Linked DNA regions of Mus musculus: region 2 is linked to region 1. A link is a contact called in public HiChIP or PLAC-seq data. All regions are on one chromosome and are shown on one strand. Each heading gives the region's core, a stretch centred on a gene start, on an enhancer-like site or on the middle of the called end of the contact. The rest is flanking DNA. Distances are from core to core; before and after follow the strand shown.

Evidence for each region. HiChIP or PLAC-seq counts read pairs in DNA pulled down with a chosen protein or histone mark.
Region 2: an H3K27ac HiChIP or PLAC-seq map of embryonic stem cells shows a contact between it and region 1, with 3 times the contacts expected there. The contact joins the promoter of Ccdc85a here to the enhancer-like site in region 1. A contact is called at or near these places in 9 of 39 promoter capture datasets (cranial neural crest, embryonic stem cells, hippocampal neurons and 2 more), 1 of 484 Hi-C or Micro-C datasets (embryonic stem cells) and 5 of 115 datasets of contacts at active chromatin or transcription factors (embryonic stem cells and stem cell-derived neural progenitor cells).

Annotation. Positions count from the first base shown.
Region 1 is chr11:28,170,485-28,173,531 of GRCm38.p6, reverse strand. No RefSeq gene overlaps it. Among named protein-coding and RNA genes, the nearest start is that of Ccdc85a, 410 kb to the left of the region's middle. Within about 2 kb of position 1,626, at least 4 of the 459 cell types and tissues checked have an H3K27ac peak or open chromatin away from gene starts, as enhancers often do. A contact at or near this core is called in embryonic stem cells and stem cell-derived epiblast-like cells, where this site is marked.
Region 2 is chr11:28,582,797-28,585,843 of GRCm38.p6, reverse strand. Ccdc85a (coiled-coil domain containing 85A) reads left to right here and starts at 1,520. Exons shown (of 5, transcript NM_181577.5): 1 at 1,520-2,562. The coding sequence starts at 2,302.

The sequences.
Region 1 (3,047 bases), core at 377-2,876:
CTAATGTGGGCTCCACAGGAATTCTGGGTTTAAATCCTGCATGGAAAATTAGAAAAGGCCTAAGAATAGGCACCTACAGTATTTTAGTCTTTTAGGATAGATTTGTGTACAGATTTTGTCTGAATCATGTGGGAAATTTCAACTGTAGTTTAGAATAGTATAGGGTAAATTAGTCACTGACTTCAAGTAGAGAGGGCAGTGGACAAATATTAGTAAAAGAAATGTCTGTGACTCCAGGCATCTAGCTGATCTGATTGGTGTTATAACAAGCTAGCTACTCTAGGCCAAAAGCCGAACCATAAGATAGTATAAAATTGCTTTACTTGCTTCACAGGATTCTCACATTCTGTCTAACATGGGCTTTTCAGGAACACAGGGTTTTATATCCTCTTGGCAACATAGCGAAGGCCTAAGTATACACATATAGAGTATTTTAGTTTACATAATTTGTTTTGGATTGTTTTAATTTGATCTAGGATAGAGAATATTAGTCACTGACTCCAGAGTAGAGAGTGAAGTGATAATCATTGACTGGTTTGAACAGGTATTAATTATCAAAGTCTGTGTCTCCAGGTAGAGAGTTCAATAGACAGATATTATATACGTATTTATAAAATATGTCTGTGGTTCTGAACAGAGATCCAAACAGAAAGATGGTATAGATTGTTTACCCAGCCACATAAAGCTTATATTCTGCTAGTGCTCCATTGGTATCTTGAGTATCTTTTCCTATTTGGCAAGATAGGAAAGGCCTATGTATAGGTACATACAGTATCTTAGTTTACTTGATTTGTTTTAGATTGTTTTGTGTTGCGGCCGGCCAGCGGCTCACATGTCTGGGTTCTAACCTGGAAGGCATCCTGGAATCTGGAAGAGAAGAGGGGACTAGGCGATGTGAGAAAGATGAAACCAAGACTGATCAAGGTTCAATTTTACTATTCCAGACACTGGGTTATGAAGCAGGGGGAAGGGGCCCATTCCCACCAAATCATCCTGGAGTCCAGTTTCAGGTGACCACGTGTTTGGCTCCAGAACAGCTAGGGGGCAGGCAGCAGCAGTGGGAGTGACAGAACGATAGGGTGGCAGGCTCCATCCCGATGCTCTCTTCTTGCTAATAGTGAAACCTGAGCAACCAGGTTTCAGGCTGGGGGTGGGGTGGGGTGGGTTACATCTCCTCCTGGTTGTTAATATATAAAAGAAAAGGCTGGGCTGAGGCATAAAATTTATTTATGCTCTATAGTTCTGCCTGAATTCTTAGGGCCTAATGAAGAAACCTGTCTTAGTGGGATTTTCTAACTTTTCTTATGGTAAGCCATATCTGGATAAGACTGTCCTTTCTGTCCTAGTAAATATCTTGCAGACTAGCCCTGAGCTGTTGGCTCTGTCTTTTGTAATGCTTAATTAGTAACTGAATAGGTAACTTCCTTGTTGAACTCCAAGTATTCAGCTAAACGGTCTTTCTAGGATGTTGGAACACTGACTTAACTATATCAAGATTCAATTTTAAAAGGCACTATAGTAAGACAACACTAAAGGAGAGCACATGGATCCATACACCAGACAAACGCAGGGATAGGGTAAGAACGTACAGGTTAATGAGAATGCCAAGGCTCCAGGAGGTGAGCTTCTGTGAAACTCTTGCCTCATGAGTGCTTTTTAGGCTTCTCAGCCTATCAAGCGGACTTCACCGGAGTGTGCATGGCATCTCCCCCATTCTTTTATTATTCAGCTGAAGTTCTAGGATGTCCCACCTCGTCTAGCTACAGATCTTAGGAGTGCTCTAAAGATGAGTGAAAACACAACGATTTACTAATAAAATAGTGCCAATAATAATAGCAAGTAGGATTATATATTGAACCCAATCCAGGGGATTCAATGTACTTAGGTTGTTTTTAAATCTCTGGCCAATTCATCAATGTTCCAAGTTTCCAAGTGACTATTGCTAATATCTGAAATTTCTGCCTTTCTAGCCCTGATAGCAAACCTTAATCCCAAATCAGACCAGAAGCCACAATTCGTGCTGGAAAGCCTTTAGAATGAAAATTAGCACCTGCCACCTGCAGGCTCTTGGGGGAAGGGATGCATGCCAGCTGTAGTCAGGCTGAAGGTGTTGATTGACCTGCTTGAAAGACAAGATCTAGACAATGAGAAAGTAACAAAATGCAAAGCTTCTTTTAGGGAAGTCCAGGTACTTTATTCAGTTGCAAATTAGCAAGGCTCAAGCTCAGTCTCTGGCCGCCTTGTGGGGGAGCTGGTTTTTAGAATTAGTAAAACGGCCAGAGATTCTCTGGAAGTGGAGGCTGTGCTTTGAATTAACTTTGCTAGGTAATTAAGAATTTCAGTTATCTACAATAGGAATCTCTAATATTGGACTAAATATTAGACCAGTCTAAGATTGAGTTAGAATAACTGGTCACATTAAAGAAAAGAGAAATATCATTATGACTCTATTAAATTACTAATCTTACTAAGTCAGAATATACAGTCTCTGATGTTCTTTTGGCCATAAAGCTAAAAAGCTTGAAGCTAGTCCAAACTGGAAAAATTGGCAAGCAAGGATGGGTCTAAAACAGGTATCCAATTTAGTTTCTTAGTCACTTCAATCAGGGCACTGAGTCAACTCACCTGCCAGCTCGTCACACAAATTAACCATCATGCTTTTGCAGTGTTCTGTGAAGAGAACCTATGTTTTTCCCTTCCCTAATAAGGTAGTTGTTTAGGATCAAATTATAGGCCAATAAGCAGATCCTTTTAAGATACTACAAAGCATGTATTAAATTATTTGAGATCTAAATTTCAAAATTCGAAAATAAAGTATGAATTAAATAGTGTGCACGCGAATGCACTAAATAGTATGCACGGGGATATAATTTTCCCCTTCTTTGTCTTTTAAGAAGTTAAAGTTTTAAAGTTTCACAATATCTAGTCCTTAGAATCAATAACTTGTTGACAAAATATTTTAAATACTTGACTGTAAAGGGGCAGTGATTAATTGCACTTTCAATTGTTTTTCTTAAGGAGCGGTTGTAACTAGAAAGCTTGAAAAA
Region 2 (3,047 bases), core at 271-2,770, 410 kb before region 1:
CTCCATGGGGCCTGAGTACCAGTGACTCAAGATTCATCAAAAGCAAGAACATGGAACGACATTCACAATTTTCCATCTTGTGTATTCTCTTCCATTTCCAAACTGTTATGCAGCATTCTCTTAAAAACCTGTGCATCGGAGAGACAAGGAAATGTCAAGAAAATTACACCAGACATAGTCAAGACCATTAATACAGGGGAAGGACTGAGTTATCTGAAGTGAAAGGTTGGGAGGGTTGTAAGCTGAAGTAAGCAGTGGAAAGCATTGGAGGACTAGCTGGGTCTTGGTCTCTGGGTGTGTTGAAAGAAACCTTTAACAGACTTCTCCCTTTGCTGAAAATTGAGAGAGGAGCCACTTTCTCCTAGGATTACAGTGCTTCAGCGTACCAAGGAAGACATTTTTGGGTTGCAAATATGACCAAAGGTTAGTGTGTGTGTGTGTGGGGGGGGGGGAGAGTTGGATGCCAGTATGTCAGAGAGAAGGTGAGAGTACATGCATGCTGTGAGAAGAGAGGGCAAAGGCCCAGATACAGAAGGAAGTCTCTATGAGTACAGTTATGTATGTGGTGTGTGTGTGTGTGTGTGTGTGTGTGTGTGTGTGTGTGTGTGTGTGTGTTCATGGTCAGGGGCTAACCGTACTACTTTCCTTCGATCTCCAGAAGGCAAAGGTTTCAGTCCCTAACTCATCATTTTTCACAAGGTGGCAGCTTTAAAGAGGATATGCACTGCCTCATTAGAGGGAACTGATTGAGACCCTCACTGTGACAGAAGCTCAGGCTGGGATAGTGTGATTCTATAATTTTCTGGTCCTGTCAGCTTCCTAGAAATGATACTGTCAGGGCCTTCTGCACCCATCCTTTAGGAAAACAAGTGTATTTTCAGCTGAAAGAGGATTGTGCTGTATTTAACCAGAGACTAGCCAAAACATAGAACCCTCCTTCCAGATCGGACCATCAAAGGCCAGCCCAGTTTGCAGCACAGAGGAGTGAAAAGCTCAGTTGGTATTGGTTGGTATTTCAGTTTACTTTGCCAAGGGCACCGGGTATGCAGACCTGAAAATCCAGGCTCCTGGAGAAGCAGAAGTTATTTTATTTTCTAAAGGCCTTGATATTTCCCAAACGAACTTTAAAAGGGCCAAGTACTTCCACCTGAAGCTTCTTCATAAGGTGGTGAGATTTTAGAGAAAACAAAGGCCTGGGAATGGGGTGGAGGTCCCCAAAGGGCTGAATTTAACAGCTCTTTGCCCTGATTTCCTGAACTTGAGGATTTTGTGACCTCCGGTACAGGCTTTCTTCCCTCTTCTCCAGTTCTCCGAAGTGCATCTAGCTAGTTAGTCATATGTCTTGCTCTCGAAATTTCTGCATCCAATTCTTCCAAGAACTGAATGTCGCTCATTTTGGTCAGCAGGCTGCCTCTCCTGAACTAGTCTGACTTGCAGAGATGGAGGGGAGGGGACAGCCTATAGTCACTTGGTGGCGCGCGCGAGCCTCTCAACGCCCTGGCGGCACCTGCTCTTGACTCCAGCCCCACCCGCATCCCTGTGCTCTGGGAACCGCGCTCCCAATCGTCCCTAGCAGCAGAGCACCAGGAGCTCAGGGTCCGGTTGGGCAGCTGAGTGCCATTCGGGTTTGGCCTTTGCAGAAGGTGTTGCGGAATGCGGGCGCCCCGGGAGCCAGCTTCCTCCCTGCTGCTGCTCCCCAATCCCCGCCCATCCTTTTCTGGGCTCTGAAAACCCAAGGCTTCCCAGAACAGTTTAGGATCAGCCATAGGACTACAGCTAGCCAGCTGCGCGGAGCTTTCTGGGAAGGACAGCAGCTCGCCCTAGGGTAGCAGCGGAGCCTCGGGGTTTAGCAAGCGAGAGGGAAGGGCGTGTGCATCGTGTGCCTGTGTGTGTGTGTGTGTGTGTGTGTGTGTGTGTGTGTGTGTGTGTCAGACCGTGAGGGATGGCTGTCTGGATCTGAGCGAAGGAGAGGGCAGGGGATTGAGACAGATCTCTCTTGGTGTCCCCGCCCGCTCCTGCTCCCCGGCGCCCTTCACCATGGAATTGCGCCGAGTTGGGACGGACCTATGCAGCCACCAGGAACTGGCTGTCGGGCCCCGAGATTCGGCAGGTACTCGCGCTTGGATGGCGAGGTAGGATGGCCACGCAGCGCGATTCCTGCCGTCCCCACGCAGCGGTCCCCCGGAGGTACCTCTGACTCTGGAAGCGTACAGGGGTGTGGGAGGAGGCCACCCAGCCGCGCCTGCACCTTCGCCAGTCGTTTCGCCTCTACCCACTCGCACCTGCCGCTGCGCGGATACCATGTCTAAGGCGGCTGGAGGCTCAGCGCCAGCGGCGGAAAGTTGTCCCTCGGCTCCGGCCGGTGCGTCGACACCCACGGGCGTGGATGATCTATCTAAAGTGACGGACGAAGAGCTGCTGCAGTGGAGCAAGGAGGAGCTGATCCGCAGCCTGCGGCGAGCCGAAGCCGAGAAGGTGAGCGCGATGCTGGACCACAGCAACCTCATTCGCGAGGTCAACCGCCGCCTGCAGCTGCATCTCGGCGAGATCCGAGGGCTCAAGGTGAGTATTGGGCCTGGCAAGAAGGCTGGGCTGGGCGTGGCAGGGATCTGGGAATCGCGGTGGGAGGAGGGTGGGAGAGCCAAACTTTCGTACCTCCATCAACAGGTGAGCTTCTCCCTTCTCCCAGGAGCACCCCTTGTCCCCATCTCCAGACCTTAAAGTTTTCCAAACTTTGGAGGCCCTTTCTTTTCTTCTTACGGGGACTTGGCATCTGGCTTTCTTTGATGCTTCTGAGACTAAGGGATTAGGAACCAAGGATGTCAGAAGTCAGAGAAGGGCACGGTGAGCACAGGGGATATTTAAAGTCCCAAGGAACAAAGACGCTTCAGGAATTAGGTTACAGTACACCAAGGGAGAAGACTAGAGAGCTTGCCAGCCCAGTGCCTCTTCACCTTTAGGGGTCGGGTGTAGCTGCTCCTGCACCACCACTAGCTTTCTGGTGAGCAGAGGGCAAAGAAAGGACACAACTGCTAAGAACAGGAGAG